Regions from separate parts of the Mus musculus genome. Here all the other regions are linked to region 4. A link is a contact called in public Hi-C and promoter capture Hi-C data. All regions are on one chromosome and are shown on one strand. The core of a region is the stretch at or near the end of the contact, and the rest is flanking DNA. Distances in the headings are between cores, read along the strand shown.

What was found. Promoter capture Hi-C pulls out the DNA fragments that hold promoters and counts their contacts. A called contact is a pair of places that touch in the nucleus more often than the background predicts.
Region 1: a contact with region 4 is called in a Hi-C map of cortical neurons, with 2.3 times the contacts expected there. The contact joins two enhancer-like sites. A contact is called at or near these places in 2 of 15 datasets of contacts at CTCF or cohesin (embryonic stem cells and pro-B cells), 38 of 484 Hi-C or Micro-C datasets (3T3-L1-derived adipocytes, the C2C12 cell line, the HL-1 cell line and 25 more), 11 of 115 datasets of contacts at active chromatin or transcription factors (SST interneurons, astrocytes, embryonic basal ganglia and 4 more) and 1 of 9 other capture datasets (embryonic stem cells).
Region 2: a promoter capture Hi-C map of hippocampal neurons shows a contact between it and region 4, with 2.4 times the contacts expected there. The contact joins the promoter of Slc16a9 here to the enhancer-like site in region 4. A contact is called at or near these places in 8 of 39 promoter capture datasets (the 3T3-L1 cell line, embryonic stem cells, hippocampal neurons and 4 more), 2 of 115 datasets of contacts at active chromatin or transcription factors (embryonic stem cells and stem cell-derived neural progenitor cells) and 1 of 9 other capture datasets (embryonic stem cells).
Region 3: a promoter capture Hi-C map of hippocampal neurons shows a contact between it and region 4, with 3 times the contacts expected there. The contact joins the promoter of Ccdc6 here to the enhancer-like site in region 4. A contact is called at or near these places in 2 of 39 promoter capture datasets (the C10 cell line and hippocampal neurons), 4 of 115 datasets of contacts at active chromatin or transcription factors (astrocytes, embryonic forebrain, embryonic limb bud and 1 more) and 1 of 9 other capture datasets (embryonic stem cells).
Region 5: a promoter capture Hi-C map of hippocampal neurons shows a contact between it and region 4, with 2.9 times the contacts expected there. The contact joins the promoter of Mrln here to the enhancer-like site in region 4. A contact is called at or near these places in 7 of 39 promoter capture datasets (the 3T3-L1 cell line, cranial neural crest, frontonasal cranial neural crest and 4 more), 4 of 484 Hi-C or Micro-C datasets (the N1E-115 cell line, embryonic fibroblasts and embryonic stem cells), 2 of 115 datasets of contacts at active chromatin or transcription factors (astrocytes and embryonic stem cells) and 1 of 9 other capture datasets (embryonic stem cells).

What each region holds. Positions count from the first base shown.
Region 1 is chr10:70,367,360-70,371,495 of GRCm38.p6, forward strand. No RefSeq gene overlaps it. Among named protein-coding and RNA genes, the nearest start is that of Fam13c, 71 kb to the right of the region's middle. Within about 2 kb of position 1,597, at least 55 of the 459 cell types and tissues checked have an H3K27ac peak or open chromatin away from gene starts, as enhancers often do. A contact at or near this core is called in cerebral cortex and cortical neurons, where this site is marked.
Region 2 is chr10:70,242,377-70,246,662 of GRCm38.p6, forward strand. It overlaps Slc16a9 (solute carrier family 16 (monocarboxylic acid transporters), member 9), which reads left to right and starts at 2,900. Exons shown (of 6, transcript NM_025807.3): 1 at 2,900-3,002.
Region 3 is chr10:70,095,277-70,099,313 of GRCm38.p6, forward strand. It overlaps Ccdc6 (coiled-coil domain containing 6), which reads left to right and starts at 1,845. Exons shown (of 9, transcript NM_001111121.1): 1 at 1,845-2,305. The coding sequence starts at 2,024. The region is part of intron 2 of Gm51771 (a long non-coding RNA gene); the gene reads right to left.
Region 4 is chr10:70,947,513-70,951,378 of GRCm38.p6, forward strand. It overlaps Bicc1 (BicC family RNA binding protein 1), which reads right to left. Exons shown (of 21, transcript NM_031397.3): 10 at 2,427-2,613; 11 at 260-421. Among named protein-coding and RNA genes, the nearest start is that of Gm24486, 67 kb to the left of the region's middle. Within about 2 kb of position 2,494, at least 58 of the 459 cell types and tissues checked have an H3K27ac peak or open chromatin away from gene starts, as enhancers often do. A contact at or near this core is called in astrocytes, cerebral cortex, cortical neurons and 3 more, where this site is marked.
Region 5 is chr10:70,202,825-70,206,851 of GRCm38.p6, forward strand. Mrln (myoregulin) reads left to right here and starts at 1,840. Exons shown (of 3, transcript NM_001304739.1): 1 at 1,840-1,935.

The sequences.
Region 1 (4,136 bases), core at 347-2,846, 580 kb before region 4:
AGGACACACCAGGCCTTGATCAGTCATTGAGGAAGATAACAGTAGCTATTTGGGGGCAGGGAGGTGAAGACCTTGAGTTCATTCACCAGAAAGTAGAGAATCTGTAGAGCTAGGATCTTGCCTCCATTTCCCTACCGATATATAAAAATTATATTTGAGTGTGTGTGTGTGTGTGTGTGTGTGAGAGAGAGAGAGAGAGAGAGAGAGAGAGAGAGAGAGAATACTCCTGCGTACTCTTCTATGCCATGCCATGCACACGTGGGAATCAGAACACAACTTTTGGGAGTCAGTTCTCTCCTTCCCTGATGTAGGGCCTGGGAATTGAACTCAGATCATCATGCTTGGCAGCAAGTGCTATTAACCATGGAGGCATCTTGCTGGCTCATCTTCTGTTTAACTCAGCATAATGCAGCAGTGGCAGCGGCAAAATTAACAAGCACAACGAAGGTAAGAGTCCAGAAAATGTGTGCATGGATACCAAACTCTCTGGCCAGGAATGGGTGAGGGTAAGAGAAAAGTGGGCGTGGCAGACTAGATTTTTCTCTTTTTCTGCCTCGCCTCGCCTCGCCTCGCCTCGCCTCGCCTCGCCTCCCCTCGATCTTTCCTTTCCTTTGTTTTCTGCCAAGGCCATTGCTGGATCAAGGAAGAAAGCAGAACAGGTGAACAGGAGCAGCCATCTCCCCAGCAGACCCAAGAGAGCATCATACATAGTAAACGGAATCTCTCCACACTGGGATTCTATTGCAACAACTGGATGCTCCCCTACTGTGTAAGCTGTCTCAGACAAACCCCACAGAACAGATGGAACAACCCACCACTCCAAACATCTCTTCCTGGCTCTTTGCTGGAACCCCAGGGGGCAAGATATCCACAACCACTAGAAACAATGTCTTCCGACTCCTAAGCAGACACTGTGTCAGCCTCCAGCCTCCCACCGGCTGCAAAGAATAAAAATAAATGAACCAAAGACCAGACCATCTTGAAACTTTTAAAAGTTGATGCCTGCATTTGTTGGTACAATGAGAATGGACAGAACCTGGACTTTGCTGGAAGGGGCCTGGAGATTGGGGGGTGGAGGTTACATTGTCATTTCTGCACAGAATAGTTCTGCATTCTGTGTTCTGTGGCAGAAAGGCAGCAAGTGCTAGTTTTGGCCTTCTGTCCCAGGCAGTACTTTGGGAGATTCTAGTGTAAAGCTTTTATGCTTTTTCTCCAGGTTCTTTCAGTTACTGTAACTTCTGCTCCAAGGGGGTGAAATTAGAAGTAAATTCTTTCTGCCTTATGCTTTGGATTCCCCAGAGTCTGAGAAGGAGTCAGATTGTCATTAAGGCTCTGCATCTCCCCAGGGTGGCTGAGATGGCTCCCCCCCCCTCCCCCCGAAGGAATACCTTCTGGCTCTGTGGTGCAGGCTAGTGGCTGGCAGGTGCTGCCCAGCTAATGAGCATGCGCCCAGCCTGGGGACCATGTTCCCCAGCCCTGCGGGCTTTGCTGGTGCAGTGTGAGCTGACTTGTAGCTGCTGTTTTGAAGCAGCTAGGGACACTTTCCCGGGCTTTCAGCCTGGTTCCCAAAGCGAGTAGTTTTACCGCCCTAAAGCAAGATGGCGCCACAGGGCAACTGGAGTCTGACTCCTGAATGGCTGCCTGCCTGCTCTACACCAGCCCAGGACTGTAATAAACTCCTATTCTAATGTCCCCCAAAACCTTTGTAGTTTATTTCAGTGTAGACTAGTACCTTTTTGTCAACAGCATCCAAGTTTGTTTTATGGAACAAAATAGTAGACGCTTAGTCCAAACTTTGAGTAGATTTCCTTTCTGGTTTTTGTGTTTGGATTTATTTTCTGCTGGAGACTGAACAGCACACTCTCACTGAGCAAGCCTTCTGTATTCCCAGCTCCACTTTGATGTTCCTGTTTTTATTTTGAGACAAGGTCTCACTGAGCTCCTTAGGCTGGTTTTGAACTCACGATTCCCTGCCTCAGCCCCGTAGCTGAAGTTCCAAGCCTGATGCTGGAGTCTGAAAGCATTCATATCTACTGCAGAGGACTGGCTAAGAACTCTACAGCTTGCCCCACTGGGGTGCGCAAGTGACGCTGGAAACACAGGGCGGTGGGGTCTGCAGTTCCTTTAGAAGATGTCTATTTACTCGGGCAGCTCACAAACACAGTCCTTCCATGGAAGTCAGGGCCTTGCCCACACAGCCTGCTTTGCTAGGGAACATGGCTGCAAAGAGCTTCCTTCTCACCTGGGAAGGCTTGGAGTTCCTGGGAAGCCTTTGGTCTCAGGTGATGAGCCACCTCAGCCAGAAGTCCCTTCTAACCCCCCCCTCCCTCTTCCTTTTTTGTGTCCCCCACCCCCACCCCCTTTCCCATAACTCAGCTCTGTTCTCCAGTTTGGGATCTGGCCCAACTGTTGTGTTTTCTGCTTGCCGCACACCCCATTCGACAGGACCCAGTGACGTTATACACTGATGAGGCACAGGGCTAAGTCGACAGGTGGCAATCCACGCCTCTTCCAGGTGAATTTGGAATAAACACAACTTTTGAAGGGTACACTTGAAACCTTTCAGGTTAGTTTAATGCACGGCGGCATTTGTTTCTGTACTTTAAGCTGAATTGAAATCCTCTGGAAGCTTAAGCTGCGTTTTTCATCTTGCTTGCTACTGTGTTGGTTTTAGGGAACAGCGTCTTTTTTTTTTCTTTTTTCTTTTTTCTTTCTTTCTACATGCACACTTTCTCCCTTTGAGACTAAAAAGTTGGGGATATCAGAAAAAACAAAACCAACCAACCAACCAACTAATCCAAGCACGTTAATTTTCCAGTCCTCAAGGTGCTAACATTTCCTTTTACAATAAAAAAAGGATTTAAACTGGCTTGCAATTCACAGAAGAGCTGTGATAGCTACGCCTGTTTTACTTGATTGACAGCCTGCTTTAGAATTACTCTTTAGGAACCAGTATCGATGCTCTTATTAACTAAACCCCAGAGTTTATTTCTGTTCCTTAATCTTTTTTTTTAACATAGTGTTTTCTTCACACACCACCCCTGAATTTGAGACAAGGTCTTGCAATGCAGCATAGGTACCCCTCAAACCTGATATCCTCCTGCCTCAGCATCTCCTGCTGATTACAGGATTACAGGTGTGTACTGTCACCTTCTTGTTATCAGTGTGTTACCGTTTTGTTTTACAGTAGAAAAGAATGCAGTTTTAAACCAGCCTTTAACTTATTGCAAGCATGTTTAGCTACTAACAGTCTTTTCATATCCCAGTACCCTGTGATACCTGCAGCCATTGTGTCTTCCTTTGGCTGTGACAATGGTTTGTTGTTGTTGTTGTTGTTCTGGGAACCTAGATACTGTTGGCATTTAGTCTCCGCCCCACAGTTACCTGGCAATAGCCAGGTGTGCCTGACTCACTATAAAAGGGGCTGCTCACCCCTCCTCTCTCTTTTGCTCTCTTCTCCCCTTGCCCTTGCACCCTTACCCTCTATCCCCTCTCTCCCCATTCTCCTCCCCCTCTCTCCATGTGCTCATGGCTGGCCTTTACTTCTCTACTCCCCATCTCTCTCTGCCATTCTCAGTCTCTACTACCCCCTTAACTCCCCTTCCCACGCGTCAAATAAACTCCATTCTGTATTATGCTGTCCTGTGGCTGTTACCTCAGGGGGAACCTGCATGGACCTGCAGAAGCATCCCCTTCCCCCACACCATACCGCACCTCCATCAGACACATACCTGGCTTCTCTTATCTTTATATAAAATACAACAGACATGTACGAGGTCAAGCATTATGTAGAATGGTCCGTTACCACCTCGCTGACATTTGCTGGTGCCCTGTCTAGTTTACGGAAAGGAAGCTCAGGCAGGAGGCACCGTTTCGTCATAGCTCATCAAAATACCCACAGTCACCGGAAGTCATCAATGCTGACGTTAACTCTGGTCACCTGGCCGAGGCAGTCTTTGGTCTTTCTGCTACACAAGCCATTGGTCACCGGTTCCAGTCTATGACTTATACTCAAAGTAGGTTTAAAAACTAGCGAGGCTGTACAGGTGGGGGAGTGCAGCATCCACTATCTTAAACTTGTCTCCAGGCCGGGCGTGGTGGTGCACACCTTTAACCCCAGCACTCGGGAGGCAGAG
Region 2 (4,286 bases), core at 1,650-4,149, 700 kb before region 4:
CAGGGTGAGTAGTGGACCAGGGTGTTGGTCTTCCTGCTAAGACTCCTGCACCAGTCCGATACATCCACCCAAGCGTCCTCCCAACCCTCTGATGTCTTTTCTTTTGGTTTCTGCTGCTTTCCTGAGATGAGAATCAAGCTGGGACCTCCATCTTATTCTCTCAATGACTGGTGCAGCACATAGAACTGGGGCCCCTGAGAATATTTACAAAGCCCTTCCTAAACAAAATGTTTGATGGTGGTAGCAATATTAGGCAAAGAGCAAACCCATCAGTTTGGGGCATCGCCTATATGCCCTCTTGAGCATGCCTCCAAAAACTTTGCTTCAAATTATTTTCTTGCCAGGGCAAGCTCATTTAAATTCAGCTTCATTACCAGCCTGCCATGTTCTCTCCCTCTGACAGGTTAAAAGTATATTGACCTCTGGGCCAAGAGCCCCAGCTGAGTCTACAGTCCCTGGCTCTTCATGTCCCCTGAAAACACTGGGGACACGAGGAGGAGGAGATGGTTTTAGTTTCCTTTCCTCCAGTCTCTCTGCGCTTCCAGACCCAGTGTGGTGGGGGAGGGACTCCTCGGGCTGCTCTGGGTCAAATTCTATTTGTAGATACAAGGGCAGGGCTGGCCTAGATCACTGGGCTCTCTTGCTTGTTCCACCACAGAGTGGCTAAACAGAGGACCTCAAGGGATGGGGGCAGGTGGCAACTTTCGAATGGCATCCAGGTGGCATGCCCTTTATTCCTGGAGCTGGCCTCCAAGCGCTAGAGCAACCTTGTAGCCACCTCACTCATTGAACAAGCCAGGCCTTGCCATTGCTTGAGTCTAGCCCTCAGGGTTCTGTTTCACAGTAAAGCAGGAACCTTGCCGTTGCATAAGGACACTCCTTCATTCTGTATGGACGGGCATGAACTGGCCTGAGTAGACAGGCCCCTCCCACTTACTGTTAAGAGACACTGGGAGCAGAAGGGAACAAACAGCCTGTGCTGATTTCACACAGCTGAGGATGCAAATAGGCAGGGTTTCCCAAACAGTTTCACAGACAGTAACTTGTTTGATCTGCACGTGAGGGCATCCGCATGTACTCTGGCAGCTGGAATCTATGCAGATCAAGGAAAGCTTTCCAAAGTACCTGTTCCTGAAGCACAGAGGGGGAGATGAGATAGGTTTTCAGGCAGCTGTAGATACCGTGAGTGAACACAAGTCATCCGTTCTAAATGAGACCACCATCGGGAGTGGATACAGAGCCCCTTTCTTCTTCACAAACACATTTTTAGGATGCTGACAGCTTTTCCTTTCTTTTTCCTCCCATAAGGTTTTTGTTTGTTTGGATACTACCTGCCTTCCATGGGCACTGTTTTGTTATTGTTTTTAATTGGTAGTGTTTCTTTTCAGATGAGGTCTCTGTAGCCCAGGCTAGCCTAAAATTCATTATGTAGCCCAGGATGGACCTGAACTCCCAGCGATCTGCCTCTTCAATTGGGTATAGGTGTGAATCACCACAGTGGGCTACTGTTACTATTAAGTATTTTTCTGATTTTTCTTCCACTTTGAGTGTGTGTGTGTGTGTGTGTGTCTGTGTGTGTGTTTCTCAGCAACAGTCCACCTTGGTTTTGAAGAGAGGGTCTCTAAGTGAGACCCGGAGCTTTCTAATAAGGGTAGCCTCTACCTCTTTGGTGCTATGGTTTTGACAGCAGCTGCAGTCATGCTTAGTTATACTTGGGTGCTGGGGGTGGCAAGTAAGCTCTCTCCGGGGACAAGAATAATATGTTTGAGAGGACTTCTCCATAACCTGAATAGAAAGGGGGTGTTGGAGAGAAGCGCTAAAGCCACTTCTCAGGGTGGTGGGCATGGCCAGATTCCGTACCTTTTCTGACTTCTCAACCCTCCCCCACTCTCCACGATGCAGGCAAGATTCTGAAAATATCATAGATAAGGAAATAAGCTGAAAAGACCTAGGTGGCTCAACTCTTAACTTTGCAGGAGGTAGTCCTTGCCGCCTAAGAACGCAGGCTTTGCGTGGTATGAAGGGAATTCTCACGCTGTTAGATAGACATAGTTCTCTTCAAGAATTCAACAGACAGAAAGTTAATGGGGCAGAGGGTGAGCACACGCCACATTGCAGACATATCCCTGGAGCGAACGGTGTCCACACATTCGTTAGCCCCTGGAACCCTAAAGTTTTCTGCAGTGGGCTTCGGTGACAGCGCAGAGAGCCATGCATGGTAGGTAGCTCCAGCGTGAGTTGCTTTGCACCACAGCTAGTGACAGCCTGGTTCTACTTCAAGACACCTGACGGTCTTCACATAACTTCTCCCTCCCTCTTCGACCTCCTGGACACCCGCCTTTCCCGCGGAGTTGTCCCAAAGGAAAGCCCTTGGCATCTTATACTCCCTACTGCCAAAGAGTACCAACTTCACAAAGTTCTAGGTTTCTAGTTCGCTTTCCTCTGGGATCTCTGCCCACGAGTACAGCTCTGGCCAGGAGGCTCCCAGCGACCCAGGGAAGCCAGGGAGAGCAGGCGACCCTTGTATTCAGTTCCACACAGGCTCCTCGCAAATGCACACGGTGCTTGGCGGGGGGTATGCGGGAGAGCTTCGGGAGACCAAGGGGACTCGGGTCCGGCCCTCCCCCCACTCCTAGCCGGGCCTTAAGCTACGGGTGTAGACGCAGCGCCCCTACCGCCGGCTTTTCCACCGCCTCCATCTCCTCCTCCTCCGCCTCCTCTTCCTTCCCCCAGCGGGCGTGCAGTCTCAGCCGGTTCAGACTGGCCAGGGTGCCCCTGCAGAGGAGATCTGAGAGTGGGACCACCCCGGGAGTGACTTCCCGGGGTGGGCGGTGGGGGTGGGGAAGGTGGAGCCGGCCGGGCGGGCTGCACTCCATGTGTCCCGAGGGCAGAGGGCGGCGGCCGTATATTGCGCGCAGCGGGACTGCTCGCCCAGCGCAGGGCCCGGATCAGCAGCTGCGGCCGGAGCTGCGCCCGCGGCCCCAGCCGAGGCCGGGACTCAGGTAAAAACCCCAGGAACTGGGAAGGTCCCGGCGGGAGCTGTCCCCTCACCCTGCAAACTGCACCGAAAGGAGGCGGTGCTGTCACCCGCGGGTGCACAGCTACCGGCCGGCTTCTGGTCTGCCCGGGCTGAAAGCGTCCTGAGAGCGCCGCGGAGCACTCTGCACCCTCTTCTAGAAAGAGTAACTGCCTCTGCAAAAATACTCGTAGGGTTGCCTTTTGCAGGGAGAATGGGGGAGATGAGAGCTCGGATGTCACCAGATGAGTCTCCTGGGATACCTTCTACGTGTGACCCAAGTGGGTCCTCACTTCCCAGAAGGCCGCTCCCGAGGAGGTGGGCTCAGGTGCTGGGGAGAATCCAGGCTGGGGCGCATAGGTTTGGTAAACTGCAAGGACAGCAGCTCACGTTGCGGGCAGATCCTGCTGGGTTCCGGGCAGGGCAGCACCCGGGCTGCGCTACAGGGTGTAGGAGCCTAACGGCCAGGCGGCTCCTCCGCCACCTGAACAAAACTTAGAAGGATTTTGGTGCGCATGCCTCAGCTCTGGTTCGCCTAGGGAACCCTTCTTTGGTTTTAGCCATGCACAGAGGCTTCAGGGGAAACAGCAAGCCATGGAACTTGACCATCAATCAGGTCGGGATTTTACTTCGTTCTTGGAATGTCAGGTCTATGCAGCACAAATGATCCGGAAAGTTTAGGCAGTGTTTACACTACAGATATTATTTACATATTATTTATGTTGATATCTTACTTGCCTCATTGGGCCCATCTGATGGGCTACAGCTCAGTGGTAATAGTTAGACATCTTGACTTGCCCAGATTGGCATGTTCACCTAGAGCAGAGCAGAGCAGAGCAGAGGCCACTCAGATACTCTTAGGCAACAGACGGAGTGAGCTAGGTTGGAGAAAGAAAGGGTGTGCCGATTGGTTACAGCCTCCGTTAAACACTTTGTGAGCGCAGAGAGTAGTGTCGGTACCCATTAACCACCCTCGACTAGCAAATAGAAATTAGACAATAAAATCTTTTCACCTGCCAACTGGCAATAACTTGTATATTCAGCACCGCCGATGTCCGAAGAGCAGGTTTCCTTGCTTCCCATCCTTCTGTGTTTGGGTAAGTGGAGAGACAGGGATCCTACTCGTCTCTAATGAAGGTTCTATAGAAAGGGCCAGGGGCGTGGTAAGATGGCAAAGAGTGACATTAGGAACTCTGGACTGGATTTTTAAATTTTTTTTCTTTCTTTTCTCTCTCTCTTTCTTTCTTTCTTTCTTTCTTTCTTTCTTTCT
Region 3 (4,037 bases), core at 595-3,094, 850 kb before region 4:
GAAACTTGTGAAGTATGGAAGCCACGCCCACCCCAGACTGCCCTGAATAAAGCGGAAAGAATGCAGTTAAACCCCAGTCCCGGGCAGTGCTCCCCTTACCCCATCCATCTCACCCCGCGAGCTGCTTTTCCAGAAGCGTCCTGTAACCGAAGGAGCCGAGTGTCTCCTGTCCCAGACCCAACATGGCAAAAGTCAAGGAGCCAAGTAAACTTCAGTGACAAAGTGGCTCCCTCAGCAGAGGATTATTTACACTGGTGCTCTGCTGCTGGAGAGCAAAGCCAAAGGCTCTCCTGCACTCCCCTGGATTTTTAACTTTTATTGTTACATTTTGCTTCACCGACTGTGTTCCTAGCTCTAAACTCAAGCCTACCTAGGAGACGTCTTGGGGGGTGGGAGGGCTCACCGAAGTTAGCATGTCTGGGTTGTTGACTAGAGGCAGCCATCTTGGTAAACCTGAGGTCAAGGTTTCACCCCTGGCAGGTTAAGAGTTATTCCGAGGTGAGACCAGTTCCTATTTAGCAGTGGGGACGAAACATGTCTAACCACTGGATCCAATTTGGTTTAAAGACAAGGTTATGAGCCAGGAAAGCCATGTAGTCATGGCTAAGCGCTTTATAAAACTATAAAACAGTTGACAGCCAGAAAACACTTTTCATCCCGCACCCCTTTATTTTGCATTTTGTTTCCATGAGTTTGTTCTTCCGTCGACTAAACTTGGATAATAAAGCCCGCCTGGTTAGTTTCACTTTCCATTTTTTCCCCCAGAAACGAAAGCTGTTTTGTATCAGGAGGTGAAGTGTTTAGACCCTTCTCACCTGCTAGGCCTGTTTCCTACAAGCAAGCTCTCCTAAGAGGGAGGGGCCTAACAGTATTTGAATTTCTGATTCTTTGAAGCTGGGCTCTCTACAGTAGTAATTACGGTTTTATTTTTTAGCTCCTGGAGTTTTGTAGGAGTTGGAGAGCAGCGGATAATAATGGTTATACAGTTCCCCTCACTTAATCGTGGTTATTTGTTTAGCATTGTGCCTGCAGTTACTTTGGAAAATTGGTACTTGAAGTTTGTTTCAACCCTTCTGAGATTAAAAAAAAAAAAAAATTAAATAAAGCTCCCGTTTCTTTAACTAGACAAATCTTGGTTTCTTAATCCTATCCCCGTGACCGGTGCAGAGTCTTTGCAGGAGGTAAAGAGAAAAAGGTGGGTGGCGCCTGGTTCAAACAACTGGACGCACCGGGGCCTTGTGGCAAGCTAGGCTAACCTGTGGCTGCCGACATGCCACAACACAGACAGACACACAGAGAGGGAGAGAAATAGATACACAGACACACAGACAGACACACAGATACTCTTCTTTTTCGACCCACTGCAGTGCAACTTTCTGTTCCCAGCCCCAAGCGCGGTCTGCACGGGGCACCCTGGGGGAGATCCACGCGCGCCGGCGCCGATCCAAGGTGCCAGGCTCCAGCTGAGCGGGGGTGGGAGGGTGGGGTGGCCCAAGGAGCCCGGCTGCCCCTCCCACGTGTCCCGGCACCTGCGGGGCTGGCGCTGCGTGGGGTCCGCCTTTCTCCGGAAGAGGCGGCGCGGCGCGGCGGTGTATGTGTGTGTGTTGGGGGGCTGGGGCCCGGGGACGCAGGGGACCCTCCGGGGCGGGAGCACGTGCGCGGGGAGGCGGCGGGGGCTCGAGCGTCTGTGTGCAGCTGCTAGGAGAGCGCTGGGGCTGGGGCTTTGCGGGGACGGCCCCGCGGAGCGCGCCAGAGTCCCGGCGCTGCAGTACTGCCCGAGTCCGGGCGGGGTCTCTGTTCCCTGGCGGAGCAGCTCGCGCGGCCGCGGGAAGCGCCCTCTCTTTCTCCGCCGCCGCCGCCGCGCGTCTGCGCCCTGCCGCCCGCCCGCGCCGCGCTCTGAGCTCCCCCGCTCCCCAGCTCCCCCGCCGCCGCCGCGCGCCCGGCCCCGCGCCCACTCGCCGCGCGCCCACTCGCCGCGCGCCCGGCCCTCGGCGCCCGGCTCCCCGCGCCCACTCGCCCAGCCATGGCGGACAGCGCGAGCGAGAGCGACACGGACGCGGCGGGCGGCGGCCCGGCAGCCATGCAGTCGTCCTGCTCGGCGACCTCGGGCGGCAGCGGCGGGGGCGGCGGCGGGAAGTCGGGGGGCATTGTCATCTCGCCGTTCCGCCTGGAGGAGCTCACCAACCGCCTGGCCTCGCTGCAGCAGGAGAACAAGGTGCTCAAGATAGAGCTGGAGACCTACAAACTCAAGTGCAAGGCGCTGCAGGAGGAGAACCGCGACCTGCGCAAAGCCAGCGTGACCATCGTGAGTGCACCCCGCGGACCAGGGGGGACCCCCGAGTGCGCGCCCCCGTGCGGGGTTGCGGGCCTGCGGGCACAGAGAGCGGGCCTTGGGGCCACGAGCGCCCTCCCTCCCTTGAGGTGTTGGAGGTGCCTAGGGAGACTCCCCAACGTCCCCTCGTCGCCTAGGGTGGAGGTCCCTCCGAGCCAGGGCTAGAGGCTGGCGGCGTGGCTGGGGGGGGGGCGGGGTGGGACTTTCTCAACCCTAGGGTGCCTGAAGGCTCCGAATAGAGGGACACCCTCTCCGGAGCCCCCGTGAGTGGACGAAGCTGGGGTCTGTCCAGGGGTTAGTTGGGGAGACGGGGTGTGCCACTGGGCTGGGTCCCCAGTTGGCAGGAGGACGGCGCTTTGCTGGATCGCCGGCGCTGGGGGAGGGAGAGAGTGGCCCGGAATCCGGGAAGTGGAGTTTTCTGGCCAGGATGGAAAGGGAAGGGCGGGCACTGAGGCTACACCAGCACCCCGTTCGGAATCACTGTCCTTTTGGGCCCGGAGGGTGGGCGGGTACAGAGTAGTGGGGAGTGTAACGTCTGGCGCTGGCTGGGACAGGGTTGGAGCTTGAAACCAGGATGGAGGGTGGCCGCTGGGACTGCCTGGCTGAGCAAGGATGTACGTGCGTCTCCTTCATTGGTTCGAGAGTCTTAGGAGTACTTGCCTGTGAGTCTAGGTACTTGACGGGAACACAGGCCATCTGTTCTGTTTCTACCTGGCCCCTCGAGGCTCCCCTGGAAGAGGGTAAGATTAGTCTGAGATCAGCCTCCTGGTGTAGCCGAGTGGAAAGGCCCCCGTAGCGGTGATGAGGCGAAACGTAACTAGAAAAAGTACGCGTTGTGCTCTCACCTCCCATCCTTGCCAACTCTACATCATTAACATGCAGAATCCCCCACAGACAACCCTATTCAGATCAAAACAGTTTCCCAGCCAGCAGCACGGAAAGAAAATGTCAAGGAATCAAGGAGGATAAATTGCCAGAGCCGCTTGCACACAGCTGATTAGATGAAACCCTTCCAGTGGAGAAAAAGAGATTTGGTGGTGGGTCAGGGATCATATCCTGGAGACGAGAACGGGACAAATTTAAGCTGCCCTTGTGCCAAGAAAAAGTGATATGTGTGTGTGTGTGTGCCCTGTGGCTTCTATATGGCTGCCTTGGTTTGTGTAGCTAGCCGGTCTCAGTCTCCACTAGAGAGGCAGTGTGATTTGCAACCTAAATAGCAGTTGGTCTTGCAGAAAAGCATCTTACTTGCTCTTAACCAGTCCCGTTCTATGCGAGTACATCTCCAGGCAGCAAGTTACTGGATTGGCCTTTTGATAGTAAAGGAAAGCCGTTTGTGGAGGTAACCATGTAAGCCTTTTCTGGGCTAAGAAAGGACTCTGCAGAGTTGCTGTTGAAGAACAGAGGGACAGGACAGTTGGAGGTTGTTGTTTATTTAAAATCTGATGCACAGGAACGCTATTTAAAATGTGCCGTAAAGGACAGCGTTGGTCGCTTGCAGAGCTGGAACCACGGAAGGGAGCAGAACTTACAGGAGGAGGGGGTACCACCTCTCTGGCCTCTTGTTTGCCCGAGCAGCAGGTCAGGCTGCTGTTTGTGTGGAGACAGGAAACACAATGAAAGGTTATCTGTTTGACCTGCTGACCCATAAGCAGGTCTGTTACTTGTACACAGACACACTGGCCTTGCAGGGACAAACTGGCCTTGC
Region 4 (3,866 bases), core at 1,244-3,743:
GCTGCCTCTCCTAATCTGTTTATCACCTGTGCGGATGAAGCTCTGGAGGCTTGAAAAGCTCTTGGCTTGGCAGAGCTTCATTTAAACTAATTTACACAGCAGGGGAGTGTAAATTTCCTTAGGGCTAGAGGATGCAGTCTTAGAACAGTGATTATTTTTTTCACTTGAAGAAATGGGATCCCTTGTAAATTCTATTGAAAGAAAGAAAAAGGGCAGTATCTATGAATTCCCACTTCTTGATGCTTTAAGGGGCACTAACCTGTGGCGCTTGCAGTGTTAGCGATTGGGGGTGCCCACAGTGTAGGACTGGGAGTACCAGAACTTGAACTTTGCAAAGGACTGACCGAAGTGTTGAGAGCATTCAGGAGTGAGTTTGGGGTGGCTGACGTATTGAGCGACAATGTGGTGGGCCCCAATAAACCTGTAAAGAATAAAAGCCAAGTCAAATACACCTACGTTCAAGATTCAAAAACAGGGACGCCACTCATACTGTCTTGTGGAACAAGCATCGATAGAACCTGGTGCTTTCTAATCTGTCACATTCGAGTGACAGGTTTGGTTTTGTTGTTTCGCTTTTTTTTTCTTTTGATGTTATTTCAGATATTCCCGTGAAATCTTGCCTTTTCCACATCTCCAACCATGGAATTTGCTCGTCCTCAAATAGACAATAGATGCCATAAGATTGGGGAGACCGGTGTGCCCAATCTAGCACAAGCAGCCAGCCATACTTAGAACTCCTAGACACAAGCCCGCTGACAACCTAGGATGGACGAACCTCAGCTCAAGCAGAAGCTTGTTTTTTGTTTTTTTGTTTGTTTGTTTTGTTTTTTGTTTTTTAATTCTCCCCTGACTCACTTGGTATCAGCTTCCCAACAGAGCCCTTCCCAAGCGTTCACGAGCGGCAGCGCCTAGGAGCGCCTTTCCTGTGGTAGACTGGCTGGCTGATACTTCGTACACAGGATGCTGGACCAGATGGTTGCGTGCGGGTCTGAGCACACACTGACTCCTGTGGGCTCCAACCCAATGACTAAAACTTGCCCAGGGATTGTGCTGGATTCTCTCTGCTCTCAAGAAACCTAGCGCCTGCTGTAACCAGGGAGATTCTCCTTTGGGAATTTGGGGTCTAAAAGATGATGTTCATTTCTGTGTGTTTTCTGAAGTGCACATGGGTCAGTGTTATAGGAGCTGGGTGGCCAAGGAAACCTCTCCTCCACTCAGGGAACTCGGCTTCTCCAACCACTTTCTCAACTAGAACACAATAAAACGGGCCCCTTCTAAGTCAGCAGTTCTCACCGTTCCTAATGCCACCATCCTTTAATACAGTTGCTGTTGTGGTGAGCCCCCCCAACCATAAAATTATTTTGCTGCCACTTCATAACTATAATTTTGCTACTGTTTCAAATCTTGGTGTAACTGCCATACAGGATATATGATAGGCAGCCCCTGCAAAAGGGTTGTGCAACCCCCAAAGGGGCTGCGACCCACAGGCTGAGAACTGTTGTAAGTCCACCAGGACGTCCCAGTCCACAGTATTGCTGTGTTGCTATGGCTGTTCAGGCCTGTGTGGAAGAGACAGCTTTGGTTGAGGAAGAACCTGCATCACCATAGTAGTGTCTGAGTGTGACAGTTTGGAGCCCAAACAGGTTTTACACACATGACGTCTTTCAGTGTTGGGGATCGGACCTAGGTCTTCATGCGTGCATCCTACCAGTGAGCTCTAACACAGCCCATCCTACTATGTATGTGACCTACTGTGCTCTCCTTATACATGAAGGCATCTGGGAAACGAGAAGGAAAATGGTAAGCCTGGTCTAATGCTAACAGAGCTCTTGGCCAGCTTACAAGAAAGGTCTTCTAGATGAGGGCACTATTTCAGGATCAGCAAGGACTCACTGCACTTTCCATGAGTGGTATAAGCTTGGCTTGGCCTTGGGTTTATCAGGCCTAGCTGTAGGGTAGGGGAATGGGAGGTGGGGGAGTGGGTTCAGGGACTCTCCCCTCCCCCTTCTCTAGCTGCCCTCCAGATTTGCAATTACTTTTTGGAACAAACTGGATCTTTATCTCTAGGGAGGGAGGGCAGTACAGCCAAAGCAAGACAACACAGAGCGCATCCATCACCGTCAGCGGCTCCCCTCCATCTCGATGGCATTCTTAATTTAGCAGAACAAACACGCGCCACGGAGAACAAGAGCAGGCAGGCTGCGATTATTTACACTGGCATCGGAGGAATCTGGGCAACCCAAAACCACGGAGGCTAACAAAAGAAAAAACTCAGGCCAGATGAATCAGGTCCCGACCCGGTTGCTTGTCACCGTCACCGGGCTTTGGGGCTCAGAGGAGAAAATAGAATTTAGACACAGCACAATGGTAGAAAAGGGCAGGGAACCCGATAAGCCGTTCCCCAGTGGTAATAATAAACTTTATACCTAGTCCAGTGAGTCCGAGGCCTGCCGAAGCTAAGATATCCAGGCTGGGACAGGCCAGGCCGGCAGGGCACGATGCTGGGGATAGACTGGTTGCTATGGAAACCCCACTGCTTTCAAGTCCGAGGAGACACTTCCTTGCTTCATACATATTTAAGGCATTTCGCTCAACACTTTTCACAATCACAGACTATGAAAACACATAATGGGGGGAAAAAAGATGACACTGAGGTAGGCATACAATGACAGAAGGGTAATGAAAATGTAAATGAGTGGCCACAGGAGGCTGGATACCACCCCCTATCAGCCTCTGCTCCTGACACTCCCGTAAAACGTGAGTCCCCACCTACTATGTGTGTGTGTGTATGTGTGTGTGTGTCTATGTGTCTGCAAACCATTGAGAGCATGATGCTGTGGGCAGCCAGCATGCAGGTCCCGATCCCTACCTAACCTTTTAAGGTATGGATTCCTATCCAGGCATGCTTAGAAATTTAGCAAATTCTTGGTGTCAAAGTCCAGCTGCCCCACTACACAGCCTCTGGGCTTCATACTGAAGCATTCCTCCTCACCACCTCATTACCTGCAGAAGCCAAATCAAACCCACCATCACGTATAGATTGCACAGTTACAGTTGGCTTCTTTTTTTTTTTAACATACACGGTCTAATGGTTAGCTGACGTACCTCTAGGCACCACCAACCCCCAGTGAGACCACATCTGTGGCAAATCTTATGAAATATATGTGTGTGTGTTATATTATGTTATATATAATGATATATTTTATAAATAATAATAATTGTGTATATATATAAATTTTCCTTACTTCCTATATGTATATGTCATATACATATAGAATTATATAATTTATATATCTTTTATATACTAAATGTCTAAGCATATATATGTATATATATAAACATACATGTGTATATATACATATGTATACATATATAAACACATATGTGTATGTATGTGTGTATATGTATGTGTGTATGTGTGTGTGTGTGTGTGTGTGTGTAGTAGTAGTAGTAGTACTTAGAATCCAGCCATCAAAACACAATTTCTTTCAGCCTAACATAGGTTCGTTTTTCTCCTGAGCTCTTGGAATTCTTTTTATTTCTGTCTTTGTTTGGCCAAGCCCTTCTCGGAATCTGAACTGATGGTATTTGTGATTAAGTTAGTCAAACAGGGCTTTATGATGTCTAAATCCCATGGCCTGGTCTCAATCTCTGAACTCACTCAACCTTGCTCCCCCAGTCTTGGGGCGCTTTAAAGTTTTCTCTAAAAAATAAAATAATAATAAGTGTGGTTGTTTCCTCCAGGTGAACAGAAAATATCACATTTACTCATGTAGAAATCATATGCAAGACAGATACACATAAAGCATTCTATACACAAGATGGCATCTCTGGTTTAGAAATTTTAGTAAAGTATGGCAGATTTA
Region 5 (4,027 bases), core at 590-3,089, 750 kb before region 4:
GAGAGTAAACAAACTTCAAGCAATCCGTACCAGAGCTGGAGAGATGGCTGAGTCAATGGATTGCTTGCAATGTGAGCTTGGGGACCTGAGGTTCAGTCTCTAGAATACACATGAACAAGCCAGGGATGGTAGCAGTGTGCGTATTCCCAGCACTGGGGAGGCAGAGACATGTGGATTGCTGAGACTCTGTAGCCATCCTGGGACACTGGTCAGGTCCCGGGTCAGTAAGAGACGTAGTCTCAAAAGTAGTGGACAGCGTCTAAAAGAATGGTTCTCAACTTTCCTAATGCCCCACCCTTTTAATACAATGTCTCATGTTGTGGTAACCTCCAACCATAAAATTATTTTATTGCTCCTTCATGACTGTAAATTTGCTACTGTTATGAATTGCAATGTAAATATCTGATACGCAGGTTATCTGAAACATGACCCTCCCCCAAAGGGGCCATGACCCACACATTCAGAAACAGTCTTCTAAGGAATGAAACGCATTCCTTAACTTGCACACCCTCTCCCACCCAACTGCACCCAGACTCGTACACAAAATCAACAGTAGATGTTGTAAAATCCACTCATTGATATATTTTGAAAACGGGAGAATCAAAATAGACTAGGTTAAATTCATAAACACAAAAAGATATTTAGATATCAGAAAGTGGGCTGGAGAGATGGCTCAGTGGTTAAGAGCACTGACTGTTCTTCCAGAGGTCCCGAGTTCAATTCCCAGCAACCCCATGGTGGCTCACAACCATGTATAGCGATATCTGATGCTCTCTTCTGGTGTGTCTGAAGAGAGCAACAGCGTACTCCCATGAAATAAATAGATAAATCTTAAAAGAGAAAGAAAGGAAGAAAGGAAGAGAAAGAAGGAAGGAAGGAAGGAAGGAAGGAAGGAAGGAAGGAAGGAAGGAAGGAAGGAAAGAAGGAAGGAAGGAAGGAAGGGCAGATAGAAGAGAAGGAAGGAAAGGCAGAGAGAGAGAAAAGAGAAAGAAAGAAAGAGAGAAAAAGAAAGAAAGAAAGAAAGAAAGAAAGAAAGAAAGAGAAAAGAAAGGAAGGAAGAAAGAAAGAAGGAAGGAAAGGCAGACAGAAGAGAAGGAAGGAAAGGCAGAGAGAGAGAGAGAGAGAAAAGGAAAAAAAGAAAGAAAATAAAGGAAGGAAGAAAGAAAGAAGGAAGGAAAGGCAGACAGAAGAGAAGGAAGGAAAGGCAGAGAGAGAGAGAGAAAAGGAAAGAAAAAAGAAAAAGAAAGAAAGAAAGAAAGAAAGGAAGGAAGGAAGGAAGAAGAAAGAAAGAAAGAAGGAAAGAAAGAAAGAGAAAGAAAGAAGAAAGAAAGGCAGGCAAGCAAACAGGCTAGAAAGGTGGCTCAGCAGTTAAGACCACACATTGCTCTCACAGAGGGCCTGGGTTGAGTTTCCAGAATTTACAAGTAGTCACCCACCTGTAACTATAGCTCCAGCAGGCCTGATATTCCTTATTGCCCTCCTTAAACACCCCTGACACCCCCCACACACATACACATGACATTACACACACAGACACACACACACAGAAATAAAACTAAAACAGTTTTTAAAAGCCAGCTCCCTGCAGAAAAGGAGTGTGCAGAAGAGAAGGGGCTATGTTCTCACAGTGGAGGAGATTTGTTGTTGCTTGCTGATAGTTTAGAACAGCTACCATGGGGACTTAAGGCATCCCCGCCTAGCGGCTTGCTTGACTTCAATGTAAATATATTTTGTTAGACTCTATCCCACCTGTGTCTGTCAGTTTCTCTTGCCTCCTCCCCATGACATTCTGGCTCAGGTTTCTGCCTAACACTCGGAGCCAGTTACTAATAACAGCCCAGTGAGCTTTTCGTCCATGGAGAGCAGATGGTGTTTTTGAAAGGAAGGGCGGCCATTCCCAGGACTTTGGACTTGGCTCCGTTGCACCCCTGAACAGTAAGTGTTGCTTGCGTTTATATTTTTAAGTAGTGTTGACACAGGGAGAGGCGAACGAAACTCTTGTTGCCTCTCATTAGAAATAATGAAGGCTAAAAGTTGCTGACTCCCCAAGCTGGTTTCCACTGCCTGCATTTCAACATCCCTCCAAGTTTTACGAGGCTGATGATAAGGGAGATTAGTGAGTCAGAATCCTACTCCTTTCTTTTTGGTTTTGGCTCACGGCAAGCGGAGCAGGTGATTAATAACGCTGGATATAAATTGCTCGGCTGAGCCCTGGGCTTGCAGCTTGACCCATCTCCCTGTGTTTCCTTCTCCAGATAGAATCCCAGTGTTTTCAAAGGGAGTTTTTACTTACAGGAATCAAAGTGGGAGAGCGGGGGGAGGCATGGTGCCCTGTTGTTATCCCCTGTTCTGGGTTTGGGGCAGAGGGACCCATCGCATTGCTTACTAGCTTTGTAACCAACGGCCCTGTCTCTGCAGCCTCTTTGACATGGTCACTTCTCAGAGGCCTGAGAAGTAGGTCACTGTGTTTTCTGTCTGGCAAGGGAGGACCCTGGAATTCAGAGAGCCAGATGCCTTGCCCAGTCATCCTGGGCAAAACTGACACTTGATATCCCAGTCCCTCTTCAAGGCCATATATTAGCATAGCTCTCTGCTTTGGCTGTGTGAGTCTCATTCCTGGGCATGTGTACATGTCTAGATACAAACTATTTTTGCTGTTGTTTAGAAACTTTTTTTGTTTGGTTGGTTTTGCGAGACAGGGTTTCCCTGTGCAGCCCTGGCTGTCCTGGAACTCGGTCTGTAGACCAGGCTGGCCTCAAATTCAGAGATCCACCTGCCTCTGCTTCCTGAGTGCTAGGAGCGACTACATCTGTGTGCCATCACTGCCCAGCATCGGTGTAATCTTGACAGAGGCATTAAAGTGAATCCCAGAGACACAGAAGTGGACTGGGTAAGAGTGGTTGTAAGACTGTACACAGGGCCTCAGCCTCTCTGAACCTCAGCTTCCTCACTGGTGAAATGAATTATTATCTATCTTGCACCGGTTTGGGTATTTGACAATAGTGTAACATAAGTGGCTGTGAGTACTGACAGAAATTTAAATGTCATCTATAAAAATCCTTCATTCAATGGACTTAATCTTGAGAATAATCTGCCATTTCAAGTTCAGTTGCAGAGCCTACAAACACTATGCTCGATAGGAAATATTAGTCTGAGAAACAAGCTCCTATAAAACTGTGCCACATTTAAAGTCTTTAACGTCTTCGTTTTCAGAATGGTGCATGCCACCGCTGTGGGAGAACGGGAAGGTGCTATCTCGCTCACCACCCAAGACTTGAGGAGGGCTATAGCTAGGATCTGTGATGATGGGGCAGTCCCACCCCCGACCCCCCCCCCAGTCTGGTATACCCAGCATGCCCCTTTCTCCCTTTCTTGTGCCCTTCTGTGGCTCTCTTTGCTTACACAGACTGGAAAGGAAGGTTGTCAGAGAACACTTGCTTTCCACAGTGTGACTCTGGGCCTCCAGGATGGGATGTGTGGTTTCCTCTATAAGCCTACACTGTGCAAAGGTGTGTGGAATATCTGCTGTGTACAGCCATGGCCCTAGGCCAGAACAGCCCATAAGCCATTCATGTGGCAGGAGAGTGTGGGGATTTTATGAGTAACTCCTATAAGAGAGCAGGCTTCTTCATGATTCAGAACTCTTGGGGGACCCCAACCTGAGTATTGTAATCTTTATAATAGCTGAATGAGTTTAGAAAAAAAATGGCATAAAGATAAACCTTGCTGGGTTAGGGCGATGGTGGCAAAATGCTTGGTGCGCATGCGCATGGGTGAGGCCCTGTGCTGATATCTCCAGCATCCACAGAAAACCTGAGTTTGGGAGGCTGAAGAGATGGCTCAGTGGTTAAGATCACTTGCTGCTCTTCCAGAAAACTGGGGTTCAGTTCCTGACACACCCACGTGGTGGCTCATAACCATCTGTAATTTCAGTTCCAGGGATCCAGTGCCCTCTTCTGGCCTCCATGAACACTAACATGTCTACATACATGTAGACAGAACACCCATATGTGGCAGTGGACCGTGA